Linked DNA regions of Mus musculus: all the other regions are linked to region 3. The links are chromatin contacts, called in public HiChIP or PLAC-seq and promoter capture Hi-C maps. All regions are on one chromosome and are shown on one strand. Each heading gives the region's core, a stretch centred on a gene start, on an enhancer-like site or on the middle of the called end of the contact. The rest is flanking DNA. Distances are from core to core; before and after follow the strand shown.

What was found. Promoter capture Hi-C pulls out the DNA fragments that hold promoters and counts their contacts. HiChIP or PLAC-seq counts read pairs in DNA pulled down with a chosen protein or histone mark.
Region 1: a contact with region 3 is called in an H3K27ac HiChIP or PLAC-seq map of extraembryonic endoderm stem cells, with 2.8 times the contacts expected there. The contact joins the promoter of Ldlr here to the promoter of 9530077C05Rik in region 3.
Region 2: a promoter capture Hi-C map of neural stem cells shows a contact between it and region 3. The contact joins the promoter of Bmper here to the promoter of 9530077C05Rik in region 3. A contact is called at or near these places in 2 of 39 promoter capture datasets (hippocampal neurons and neural stem cells) and 1 of 115 datasets of contacts at active chromatin or transcription factors (astrocytes).
Region 4: a contact with region 3 is called in an H3K27ac HiChIP or PLAC-seq map of extraembryonic endoderm stem cells, with 3 times the contacts expected there. The contact joins the promoter of Spc24 here to the promoter of 9530077C05Rik in region 3. A contact is called at or near these places in 1 of 39 promoter capture datasets (pre-B cells), 1 of 484 Hi-C or Micro-C datasets (CD4 T cells) and 1 of 115 datasets of contacts at active chromatin or transcription factors (extraembryonic endoderm stem cells).

What each region holds. Positions count from the first base shown.
Region 1 is chr9:21,721,718-21,724,924 of GRCm38.p6, forward strand. Ldlr (low density lipoprotein receptor) reads left to right here and starts at 1,859. Exons shown (of 18, transcript NM_010700.3): 1 at 1,859-2,127. The coding sequence starts at 2,061. Gm26511 (a long non-coding RNA gene) reads right to left here and starts at 1,639. Exons shown (of 4, transcript XR_001779098.2): 1 at 124-1,639.
Region 2 is chr9:23,221,723-23,224,865 of GRCm38.p6, forward strand. Bmper (BMP-binding endothelial regulator) reads left to right here and starts at 1,354. Exons shown (of 15, transcript NM_028472.2): 1 at 1,354-2,051; 2 at 3,036-3,121. The coding sequence starts at 1,919.
Region 3 is chr9:22,409,487-22,412,889 of GRCm38.p6, forward strand. It overlaps 9530077C05Rik (RIKEN cDNA 9530077C05 gene), which reads left to right and starts at 2,061. Exons shown (of 7, transcript NM_026739.3): 1 at 2,061-2,263. The coding sequence starts at 2,239.
Region 4 is chr9:21,758,399-21,761,939 of GRCm38.p6, forward strand. Spc24 (SPC24, NDC80 kinetochore complex component, homolog (S. cerevisiae)) reads right to left here and starts at 1,905. Exons shown (of 5, transcript NM_026282.6): 1 at 1,721-1,905. The coding sequence starts at 1,880.

The DNA of each region.
Region 1 (3,207 bases), core at 609-3,108, 690 kb before region 3:
AGTTTGAGGCCAGCCTGGCCTACATAGTGGGTTCCAGGACAGCCAGAGCCATGTAATAGAGAGACCCTGTCTCAAAAACAAACAAACAAACAAACAAACAAAAACCGAGAGAAATCAACTCACAAAAGCAGCTTTTTACACCTTTCTGTCTTCTGGCTTCTACTATCTGTGTAGCTGAGGCTATCCTCATGGTCCTCCTGCCTCCCTCGGGGAGTGCTGAGACCACAGATTGTGACAACAGGCTTGGTTTACGTGATGCTGGGGACGAAGCCAGGTACCCTACCAACCCAATGCAGTGTGTCCCGTTCTCTCTCCTGTCTCACGGTTCAGCTTCTGGTAGTTTGTTTTGCATTATGTATTATTTACTTTTTTATTACTGCCTGTGACACATCACAATATGAATGTGCAGGTCACAGGGACGAGTTCTCTCCTCTCATGTGGGTCCTCGGATTTGAACTCACATCAGGTCAGTCCTGGCTGCATGCACTAAGCCAACACACTAGCCCTGGTTTGTTCTGCAGGGAGCTAGGCAGGGACAGAATCTGAGTCCCTTTTAGAAAATCCCTAAGCCTTTGATTCATCAAAACTTCTCTATCCATGGCAGACAGCCTTCTGGTTTAGCCATCCAGTGTCAAGAGGGGAAAAAGGCCACATGTGGTTGGTTTTGCTTCGAGGGAAGAGATGCCCTTCTGTGTGTTCAACTCCTTGTAACAGGATAAAGCGGTACCAGCAGGTGCCTAAGGAAATAAACCAAAAATCAACATTTCTGTCAACACAGGAAGGAACCCATTGATTCTCAGATGAATTATTTAAAATAATTTCAACTTTAGCTTTGAAACAGGGTCTCTTGACAGGTGGTAGTGGGGTGGTAGTAAACACTCAACATTTAATCCCAGCACTCAGGAGTTAGAGGCAGGCAGATCTCTGAGTTCTAGGCCAGCCTGGTCTACAGAGTCCAGGACAACCAGGGCTACACAGAGAAACCTTGTCTTGAAAAACAAAACAAACAGAAACAGAAACAAAACAAAAGAAGAAAAGGAAAGAAAAGAAAGAAAGAAGGAAAGAAGAGGAGGAGGAAACAGAATCTGTGTAGCCCAGGCTAGTCTGGAACTTGCTGTCCAGACCAGTTTGGACTTTGCTCACAGAGATCTGCCTGCCTTCTTCCTAGTTTCAGTGTTACCATATCTTGCTATGGAATTCTTCCATTAATAATTATAATTATTCTAACTACTGGGTCCTACCCCCCAAACCAAGTAATGTTTCTTCTTTCTAATTAATTAATTAGTACAGGGGAGTGTGTGTGGAAGTTAGAGGACAATTTGCTGGAGTTGGTTCTGGTTCTCTCTCCTTCCAGTATGTGGATCCCTGGGATCAAACTCAGGTCTTCAGGCTTGCACCCTCACCCACTGAGCCAACTCGCTCACCCGCACACGCCGCCGCGTTTTATATACATTTCTCGCTGAGTGTTTGTGTTTATGGACGGATCCAGATAAAACCTGCAACTGTACTTGGGTCAGAAATCTATGTGCCCATTCCTAGACAGGAAAGCAAACTTGCTGCAAGAAGTGTAGGGGTCGGGGGTGGGAGGGGGCTTCGCATACTTCTGTTTTGCTTTGGAGGTGGAAAGGAAAGCGTCAGAAGGCGACCCAGGGTGTGGAAGGGCGTGGGTCGTCCCTTGAACACTCAAACAGCAACGCGGGCGGCTAAGTGTCCGGGAAGCGGTGAAATTCTGTGGGAGGAATTTGAGGAACTTCCCACTGCTGCGGGAGCTTCAGGGGTTAAAAGAGACGATGTCACATCGGCCGTTCCAAGCTCCTCCCCGCTCAGTGAGGTGAAGATTTTTGAAAATCACCCCATTGCAGACTCCTCCCCCGCCTGGAAACCTCGCCCCTAGTACTGGGAATGACTCTGGGCGTGCGGCGTAGTTTGCAGCCGGGACACCGTGAGGCTTGCGAGCCCAGATTCGCAGCCGAGACACCGTGGGGCCCGCGATCCAGTGTTTGCAGCGGGAACATTTCGGGGTCTGTGATCCGAGTGAGGACGCAACGCAGAAGCTAAGGATGAGCACCGCGGATCTGATGCGTCGCTGGGTCATCGCCCTGCTCCTGGCTGCTGCCGGAGTTGCAGGTAAGGCTTTGCGCCAGGAGCCTGCCCGGGGTCAGGGGCAGCCGTCCTGAACTCGGAGAGCCCCGAGTGGTTTTATTTTTGGTCGAGAAATACAACCATTCGTGCGAACTTGATGTGATGTCCTTCCCACGTGGCTGGAGGGAAGTGTTTTGGAAATAGGGTGCCAGAGCTGTAGGGGGTCAGAGTGGGTTTGGGGAGTCCGGTGGGTGCTCTCCCAAGTCAGAGGTGTCTTTCAGAGCTATGTGTGAGGGAATCCAAGAGGAGGGGTCCCATCATTCGTTTTAAGGGCTGGGGAGACCCAGGCCCAGCTGTTCAACTTTGGGGTCGCTAGTCGTAGTTACAGGACTTGGGGGTCTCCACACTGCACTCAAACCCGGCTACTGCCGCGTGCCCCAAAACTCCGCCCTAACCCCACCTCCCACCGCACCCCCGAGCTCCTATTGGGTGCAGCCGGAACAGGCGAGCCTCGAGCCACTCCCCTCGCCCAATGGAGGAAGAGGATGATGTTCAGGGGCGTGGCTTGCACGACCCTCCCGGGTGGGGTGGGGCTACACATCCGGGCCGGCTGGGTCCTCCTTGTGAGCCTTCAGTCCCTACCTTGTCCCTACTTCCCTGGTTTGGTGCAGATGTGCCTCAGGCAACCCAGACACCCGTAGCTGAGACCATCAGGCAGGGAGGGCCAGGGACCTGGCAAAGACTTTTGCAGGCCTGGTTCGTTCCCACTCTCTGAACGTGTAGGATTGGACAGATCCATAAAGTGGACTTTAGTTTTAGGAGAGGCGTTGGAATTTGGACAGGAAGGGAGATGGTGTTACAATCTCACCAACAACTTCTTTGCAGCACTGGGAAAAGTGCTCCACCTCTCCCTCACTTTATAGACAGGGTCTCATGTAGCCTAGGCTGGCCTATAAGTCACTGTGTAGTCTCTAGCCCCTAATTCTCCTGCCTCAGCTCGGGAGTGTTGGGATGACAGGCATGTGCCACCATGCCTGGATTTGGGGACACCATGGATAGAACCAGGGTCCATGAATGCCTGGGTTACTGCTTTTCTTGCAGTCAGCCTGGCTGGCCAAGAACATT
Region 2 (3,143 bases), core at 104-2,603, 810 kb after region 3:
GCGAAACATTCAATCAACACTTTGACTTTCAAGGCATCTAGCCATGGTGTTATTTGGGGGAAACATGTAACCACATTGTCTCTTGTCTCTTTTAATTTAAATTTTACACAAAATCTGTTTTGAGAGGGAAATGGAGCATGCTAAGCTAATGACAGCGTTCCTTCCTCCCACTTGTCCACGTCACAGAGATGTGGTCCTTGTGTTGGGATGTTGGCCACGATGCACTCACTAAAAGCACCCTTTAAATCTCTAGAAAAAAACAAATGAGCATGCGGATGGCAGGCAGGGGCAGGTAAATGTGGTGACATTAGAGGAGTGTATCTGAGGACTGTCAAAGGAGTTTCTCACTACAGCTACAAATGCTACCTAAAACTGGCCAGAGACTAGGGGAAAACTAGGCTTGTCAGCAATTAGAGTTTGGATCCACAAGGCGCTTCAGGAACTAATGTGGGGTGGGCACCTGCTGGCTGGCTGTTCTTCGTGTGGGTGGGAGCATGTGATCACAGTAGGCTCCAAAGAAGGCTAGCTGATCATTGGTTCCAAGCACCTTTCACTCTCACCTGGCACCTTCCCAATGTAGTTATAAAAATTCTCTTTTCTAGATTAGCACCCCTTTTGAGTAGAGCCAGGCACTGCTTGGCGGGTGCGTGTAGGGCGGGTGTGTGTGTGTGTGGGGGGGGCAGGACGTGGGAGGGATGCTGGGACTCAGCGGGTACCGGGTGGCGGGGCGAGGGGATCAAAGACCGAGACTGGGGGACATCAGGGCCGCCCAAGCAAGAAACGCTGCAGGGTAGCGGCTGCCACCGCGTGCCCTGCTGGGCGGCCGCCGCGAAGGCGGCCTGCGTGGAGATTAGCGGCAGCGGTCCCTCCCTGGCCCGCGAGTGAATGAATGATTAGTCTAACGCACCTCCCTGGCCCGGGCAGCTCCGGCTGGGAAGGGCGGAGTCTGAGCCACCGATCCACGCTTTAAGGGAGAAAGGCTCTGGCCGTTGTGCGTGCATTAGCCGACCCTTTCTGTCGCTCCAACTTCTGTCCTCCCTAATGTCAGGCCCACAGAGGCATAAGCACAGGAACCTGATCTCCAAGGTCACTCGTCCCTCTGTCCCCTCAGCCTCGTGAGTCCCCCGCCTTTGCCCGAGGGAGTCAAAGGGCTGTGGAAAGTTGAGGGACCCTCCTGCATTCGATCCGTGGCTCCTTCCGAAGCTGGGGCAGCGGGAAGCGCCGGGTCTTCTGCTCCGGGCGCTAGCGGGTAGTGGCATCCCTGCTGGGGGCGGCTCCTCTGCGCGGGAGGAGGCGGTGCGCAGGGCGCTGGAGACGCGCCTTCCAGGCTCCGGCAGCGCCCCGGGGCCGGTGGCCGGGGCTGGGCTAGACCGCCTGGCTGGGCGTTCGCGTGCGCCGCTGTCGCTTCTGAGCCGGCATAGCTCCGGCGCCAGGATCGTAGTCCCTCGTGCGACCCTGCGGATTCCGCGCAGAGCCTAGTACGCCCCTCGGTCCCGCACGGAGCAAGCGCGCGGGCCGGACACCGCGCTCGGGGGCCGGGCCGGAGCTGCGCGTGCGGGAGCCGGAGCTCAGCCGGGCTCCAGAGCTGCGAGCGCACTCGGCAGTCGCCGCCGCCGCTCCCCAGATCCCGCCGCTCAGCCACCCCTCCTCCCGGCCCAGCTCTGGCGCGGAGGGGCTGACGGCTAACCCGCTGAGAGCAACTCCCTTAGAAAAAAGCCGCCGCATTGGCCGAGGCTGGCCGCAGGACCCCTCCTCCCGGGGCGCCCCCACTCCTCCCCCGCCGCTCCGGGCGCCCGCCTCCCTCAGCCGACTGTCTCCCGGCACGCCGGCCCACAGCCCTTTTGACTGCGAGCAGCGGCTGCCGAGCAGAGGCGGCGACGCGGGACCTGCAGTCGCCCGGGATTCCCTCCAGGTGACGATGCTCTGGTTCTTCAGCGTCAGGGCTCTGGCTGAGCGTCCTTGCCGACGCTCGCCTGGGATTACCTGCTGCGTCTTGCTGCTGCTCAATTGCTCCGGGGTCCCCATGTCTCTGGCTTCCTCCTTCCTGACAGGTAGGGGGGTGGGGGCGGGAGGGACCAGTCCTCCGGGACTCTGGGTGGTTTCTTGGGAGAAGAGGCACTGGCAGACCGGGGATGAGAGGACGAGGAACGCGCACCTTGCCTGACTCTCGCGGGCGGTGGGGATGCGGAGAAGCCTAGAGAAAAGGGATGGGAAGGCTATGAAGAGGTAGAGAGATGGGGGACTGAGAGACTGCTACCTTTGACAGAGTGCTAATAGGCACCCTGCTATATGAAGTTGGGAAATTCCTTGATTTATATTTAATCTTTTTTCCCCAATCCTTGTTTTAATCGTAGCCACTCTTGTGCAATTAAGGAAAAGACCGCGCCGTTTCCCGCACATCCTCTTTTCTCAACACCATAGGATTCCAATAAATCCACGGTGCTAGGCAGCATCTTTAAAACATGACTTTCCAGACCTTGAATGTAAAGAAGCGATCTTATTTTTAAAGGTTACTAATAGCATGATATGATAATTACAGGTTTTCAGGCAGGTGAAGACCTCGGCTTCTATTTTGAAGGACATGCTTTACTGACACCTGGTGCAGAAAAGAGAATATTTTAAAGAGGAAAGAGATTGCGCTTCAAAAAGTGATTGCATTTCAACCCACAACAGTTGGCAGATCCACCTGAAAGGCCCGTTCTTTGACACAGTCCTGAATTTCGTTCAAATTTAAAATCTTCCCTAGTGCCTAGTTTGGTGTGTTAGTCCATGTGCAGTTGAGATATCTTTCAGAGCACTAGTGGTATTAAATATGTGCTTAAATCAACTGAAAACAGAAAACCGATCTATATACCGAAGTATTGACTTAAAAAAAACCATGTTAAGTAAAACTATTTAAAATAGATTTGAAGAAACTTGTTTGTGGTGCATTTGAAACACTATATAATTCCAATTACTAGCTTAAGAAGGTAAGGTTTTATAATAACACCACTAAGCAAGATTTAAAATTAAAAGTATTTTTATCTTCATTTCAGGGTCTGTTGCAAAATGTGAAAATGAAGGGGAGGTCCTCCAAATTCCATTTATCACAGACAACCCTTGCATAATGTGTGTGTGTTTGGTAAGTGTACGGGTCAGGTAAA
Region 3 (3,403 bases), core at 811-3,310:
ACAAAGGCTTTTAGTATTTTTCCACCGCCACTCCCCGGCACGTAAGTACCTAATATATCTTATGAGTGTACTGGTTTAGAATGTTTTGCTTTAAACGTTGGCATTTGAAGGGCTGAGGGCTGGCTCAGTAGTTAAAGGCACTTGCTGCTCTTGCAGAGGACCTGGGTTCATTTTGCAGCGCCCACGCAGTGCCTCACAGCTATCCATAATCCCAGTTTTGAGGACTCTGACGCCCTCTTCTGGCCTCTATGGGCACTAGGCACACACATGGAACACATGAAAGGAAACACTCTACCCACAAATAATTTTTTAAAGACCACATTAAATTTTTAAAATAATCTTTAAGAACAATTTTTTAAAAGCTGTGTGAGGTTGTATACTCCTGTAATCCCAGCACTTAAGTGGCTGAGGAGAGAGGAGGGTCAGGAGTTCAAAGTTCTCCTCAGCTGTGTAGTGAGTACTAGGTCAGCCTACATGAAGCTTGTGTCCCTGCCAAAGGATGTGCTGATTCCAGTTTTCTTTCTTGATTGAAATGAACCTTGTCTTGGGATTAGGACAGAATTTCCAACATTCTGAAAATCACTAAGCATACTTCTGTGAGTTTATCCTGTGAGCTTATGTAAAATGGTACTCTCAGCATTGACAACTATAAAAGTGAAAGAGAAAAATCACCTCTGAAAAATGTGGAAGATGCAGGCTGGTGAGATGGCTCAGCAGTAAAGGCACCTACCACCAAGCTGACGACCTGAGTTCCATTCCCAGAACCCATTTGGTGGAAGGAGAGAACTGACTCCTGCAAGTTGTCCTCTGACCTCCACACATAAATCAAGGCATACAAGTGCTTACACACACACACACACACACACACACACACACACGCACAGAACTGTGTTGAAGATACTCTGTGCCCTGCATTATTAAATATTCAGCTGAGATTATTTATGTAAAAATAAACAAGCACATCCATCTCAGTGTGAAATTAGCTTTCATATTCTAAAATGGTAAAATTCTATATATACAAATAATAGATTTAAAGTAAATTTATGATTTAATTATTCACTATCAACTTCTCCCTCTCAAAACCCCTTTATGCAACCTCAGATATATACATAATATAATATAGATATAATATAGGGTGGCTTCAAGCTTATAGAGGAATTGGAACATCTTGATCCTCCTGCTTCTACCTCCTGAATGCTGGAATTAGAGATGTGTACCACCAGGCCAGGTTTGTATAGTACTGGGGATTAAATTCAGGGGTCTCTGAATGCTAAAGAGAGCCCTTCACCATCTGAGCTACACCCACAGTCTGTTTCCTTTTTCAATTCAGTTTAAAAAAAATTGTGTGTATTTCATGAGTGTTTGCGAGTATGGGCCTGGGGAGAGCCAGAGGGATGGGGTGCTCTCGAAGTGGAGTTACATGTAGTTGTGAGCTGCCATGAGGAAACAAACCCAAGTCCTCTGTAAAGTAGTCAGTGTTCTTAACTGCTGAGCCATTTCTCCAGATCTCCTTTTTAAATTAAATATTGCATTTATTTATTTTATTCTTTTTTTTTTTTTAGACATTCTTGTATAGTCAAGATGGTCTCAAAATTCACTATATAGCAATGATGGTCTTGAACCCCTGATCATCTTTGCTGCACATCTCAAGTGTTTGGATAACAGGAGTGTGCCACCATACCTGGCCATTTTTTTCTTCTAAAATCGCCCTATTTATTTCATACCATGTAAATTAGCTGGAAGGTCAGGGGTCTGAATTTGCTCTGGTCAACTAAAACTCAGAATTATTACACCATTTCTATTTCCCTCTACCATCATGAAATGAAGCCCTTTGAGCCTCATACAGATCCCGACCTCCCCACACAAACACCCCAGCCTCTGCGGACCAGCTCCTTGCACGGGTCCGCGTTGTGCACGCTGGGAGTTGTAGTTCGCTTCCCTTCTCTCCCTACGAGCAGGGTGTCAGTCGCAGGAGCGCCTCCAGCGGCGAGCATGTTTGGTGGCGTGGAGTGCGGGAAGAAGGCAGGATCGTCTCCTAGCAACGGGGTTGCAGCGACGTCACCGTGGCGGGTTCTTAGCTCTGAGACTAGGTGGAACCGCCAGAGCGCTTTCCAGCCTCTGGGTAAGACGTGGTCCTCCACCTTGCGCTGCCAGTCCTGCCCCATCTGGTCTCGAGCTGCCTTACGGGAGTTTTCGTCGGTGCGGCCCGCCGGCCTTGGCCTTGGCCTTGGCGGGACGATGCTGGAGTCTATTCGCGTAACGGGTGAGTGTAGGCACTGCTGGCCCAAGTGGCGCGGCTGCAGCGGGTGGAGACCGTTGGGTCTGGGACTCGGAAGACCAGGTGCAGTCGCACAGCCCTAGCCCAGCAGAGGTGAGGGGCAAGAGCTGTGCAATCTAGAGAGTGTAGAGTCCAATACGATTCCAGAGCATTTTAGGTGTGTAGTAAGGTGTTATATTTTCTAGAATGTTCAGAAAAAAAAAAAATCAGCTGTGAAAACACATCTCTACATTTCAGTGTATGTTGTGTATTTTTGTTTGCATTTATTAGCAAACATTTTGAATTGATGTTATTAATAAGAGCAGGTGTTTAGATCCAAGGTTGGAAAGTTTGTCTTTCATTTTTGAATAGATATGCATATTAGCCCTATTTAAATCTTTAATAATATTAAACAGTTCCAGAGTCATTTTCCTAGCATTTGATTCTGCATGAAAACATTTCTGCAGGACAGATACCAAAACAACGGAATAAAGGGAAATAGCTAATTCCCACAGTAGAGTCAAAAATAAGCCTAGAACTTTTAGCTTCAGGCTATTGCAGTACCCAGTAGACCAATTTTCCAAATTAGTTGTTTTGAACCCCTGACCCTCCTGCCTCAGTCTCCCCAGTGCTAAGATATGGACATCAATAGCTAAAACCATTCTTTAAGTTAGCATACAAAGTAAGAGGTTTCATTATGGTACTTTGAAACTCCTTTCATTATATGTTATTGCAGAACTTTTTAAACTGAAAAACTAAATTATTTTTAAGTGAAACTACTTTCTCATCTTAATTTTTTTACACTGTTTGCTGTTCAGTGTTATAAAACACAGAACCTACTGTTGTGCGATTGCGATAACCTACAGACTATTCCACTGTTATGTTGACAGGAGACATGCAGTTATAAAAGCCAAGATCTTAGAGGCCACTTAAATTGGCATTAGGCTTTTTAAAATTGTGATTTGATGTAGATATAACTCTTTCACCTTAAAACACATTATCAGAGGCAGACGCAGGTGAGCTTAGTCAGCCTGGTCTACAGAAGTTCCAGACCAGCCACTGATACCCTGTCTCTAAAAACAAACAAACAAAACTCCCAAAACAATACAATGTCAAAACGTTGCTTTAAAACATCAAGCCTGGCAG
Region 4 (3,541 bases), core at 655-3,154, 650 kb before region 3:
TCTATGATTTGGGGGGAGGGGATGTTGAATGATAAGATGAGGGTCTCACTGTGCTGTCCAGGTTGGCCACAAACTCCTGGGCTCAAAGAATCCTTCTGTCTTATCCTCCCAAATTATTCTACAGAAGCAGGTCACAAAGTATAGCCATCAAATTACTTAATTTTAATTATCTTATGGTATTGGGTTTGAATTTAGAGCCTCCATCACACATGCTAGGCAAGCACTGTACTACCTACGCAGAACCCACCTCAAAAGGCATGTGGGGTGGGACCTGGGTGAGGGTGACAGAGGGTTTCTCTGTAGCTAATTATGTAACTGAGGTTAGCCTTGAATTCTCAGCAGCCTCCTGCTTCGGTCTCCCAAATTCTAAGAGCACATGTTCAAGCCGCTAATGACTCATTCAAAGAAGAAACAGCAGGTTTGCGTGTGGAGGTCAGAGGACAAGCTGCAGGGGTCAGTTCTACCACCTGGCTCCCAGGAATCAAACTTAACATCGTCAGGTAGGCACCAAGTGTCTCTACCCAGTGAACCATCCTGCCAGCCCTCAGGTTTTTACTTCATTACTACTGCTTGCTCCCAAGGCCTCCTGTAGCCACATGTGTTCTCTCTGAGCTACAATCTCAGAGATAAAACTTCTCATTTTACTTTTGGTCTTCTGTCAATCAGGCTGCTTTGAATTCCTTCCAGCCTTCCATTCCTGACCCTCCTGCTTGTCTCTGGAACACTGGTCTGACAGGCCCATTCTGCCATGCCTGGCATGGAACCCAGGGTTTCATGCATGCCAGTCAAGTGTATCCCTGCCCCCTCAACAGTTTCAGGTTTCCCCCAATATCTTTGCAGAAACCCCTCCCCAGTCCCGCCCATGTTACCCCTCCTAATGATAGAAAGCATTTGTCTCCTCAGCCCATCACTGCAGTACAAATGTTATCCTGTCTCCTCTCCAGTAGGATGCCAGCCACCAAGGGACTCCTTCCCTGCTGTCACCCGAGGTCCAGCTCACGGCAGGCTCTGTTCACAAGTCTATTGGGAAGGCACGAAACTTTAAAAAATGTTCCCAGGGCCGGACGTGGTGGCGCATGCCTTAAATCCCAGCACTTGGGAGGCAGAGGCAGGCGGATTTGAATTCGAGACCAGCCTGGTCTACAGAGTGAGTTCCAGGACAGCCAGGGCTACACAGAGAAACCCTGTCTTGAAACAAAACAAAACAAAGTTCAAACAAACCTTTGACAGGGAAGGACACTGAGATGGGAGATTGCTCACACCTGTGACCAAGGCACTGAGGAGCTGAAAGGTTCTTTGAATTTCTCAGCTAAGTAGTTCTCTACTAGTCAGAGCTACATTTAAGCCTGAGTCCTGGAAAGTTAATAAAGGGTCGTGCCCTGCTAACTCTATATTTAATTACGCTTAAGTCCCTAGATGACAACCGTTGTCATGACAACGGTTTCACCGGTGGAGAAATCAAGGCTCGGGTGTGACTGCTCTCCCTCGGAAGACCCTCAAGAACGGCGAGCAGGAGTGGAGGTGGGGGCTGGATCATAAAGACTTCCAAAGGCGCCTGAGCTACGAAGTACGATCGTATAGAGTCGCGCATTGTGAGCTATGACACTTATCTGGACGCCTCTGAGCCATGGCAATTGTCAGATGGGGAAACTGAGGCCCAGGAGTACCAGCTCCCCCCGAGAAGTCCCCCGGGGCTGGGGCGCAGGGGACCGGCCCTCACCCCGAAGCTGCCGGTAGGCGCCGTCCTGCATCTCCAGCAGCCGCTCCATCATCTGCTCGTAGCTCCCGAGCAGCCGCCGCTGCTGCGCCTCGGCGCGGTTGGCCCCCAGCAGGCTCAGTAGCCAGTTGCTCACCTCCACCATGTCGCGGAAAGCCGCCATGACTGATCGCGCCGAGTCCGAACCCGCGCAAATTCGTCTCACCACGGGCCCCGCCCCCTCCCCAGAGCGCATAAGTCTCATTGGATCGTTCCTACGTCCGTCTCCTGCAGGACTCAATCAGCGAGGGGACAGAGCGCTTCGGAAGGAGCGGCCATTTTGTGGAGATCCTGTGCGAAATTTCTTCTGTCACTCAGGTGTGAGGATCAATCATCGTAGGCGGGGGAGGGGGGGGGGCGGCGGCGCGGGGGGGGGGCGTGTCACACGTGGCCAGTTTGCGATTGGCCTGGTACGCGTGCGTCGATTGTCGGGCTATGAACTCCGGGGAGAGTCCAGGGCGTTAGGAGTCTGTTGCGCATGCGTAAACTGGAAAGCTGCGCGACTCTTAGAGAAATTTGCAGGTATCAGTCGCTGCTTGAAGGGCAATGTAACGGATGGTTTATTATTTTTGCTTGTTTTTTTTTTTTAGTTTACTTTAGGAATATATTAATTATACATAAAACTGGGATTCATTGGGTTTATTTTTTTCTTGGCGGGGGTTGGGATGTGTGAGCTGTGAGATGTTGAGACTATGTAGAACTGGCTGTCCAGGAGCTCTTTGTTAGAGATCCATCTACCTCTGCCTCCTAGTGGTTGGATTATAGGAACATGCCACCACAATCATTCACCAGTCTCTATTTTTTAGGCTTATTTCTCTTTCTTTAATGTGTATGGGTAAACGTTTTGCCTACATGTATGTATGTGTCAGCAGAGGTCATAAAAGGGCATCTGACCACTTGGAGCTAGATATGGATGGTTGTGAGCCATCATGTGGTGCTGGGAGCCAAACCCTGGTTCTCTACAAGAGCATCCAATGTTCTGGGAAGGCAGAGGCAGGCAGATCCCAGAGTTTGAGGCCAGCCTGGTCTACAAATAAAGCTCCAGGAGAGCCAGGATTATATAGAGACCTTGTCTCAAAAATAAAATAAAATAAAATCTTTAAGTAGGAGTCTAGCATGTATCTAGCATGTAGCACTCAGGTGATGGGAGCTTGAGGATGGAGGTAAATTCCAGGCCAGCCTGGGCAACAAGAGCAGTGAACCCCGAAGCTGAGCATGGTGGCTCAGGAATCAGGAGCCTAAGGAAGAGGAATTGCCATTCATGGGACTCCAGAGTGCTGAGTGAATTCCAGACCAGCCTGAACTACAAAGTGAACCCTGTCTCCTTAAATACCTATACCCCAGAGCTGGAGAGATGGCTCAGCGGTTAAGAGCACTCACTCACTGCTTTCCCAGAGGTTCTGAGTTCAATTTCCAGCAACCACATGGTGGCTCACAACCATCTGTAGTGAGATCCAATGTCTTTTTTTTTTTTTTTTTGGGGGGGGGGTTTGAGACAGGGTTTCTCTGTATAGCCCTGGCTGTCCTGGAACTAACATTGTAGACCAGGCTGGCCTCGAACTCAGAACCTGCCTGCCTCTGCCTCCCAAGTGCTGGGATTAAAGGTGTGTGCCACCACTGCCCAGCTGATGCCCTCTTCTGGTGTGTCTGAAGAGAGCAATGGTGTACTCCTATACATAAAATAAATAAATAATCTTTTTAAAAAATACAACCCAGACAGACACAGACACTCACTTCTATCATATTCTCTGACACTCACTTCTATCATATTCTCTGACCTGTATA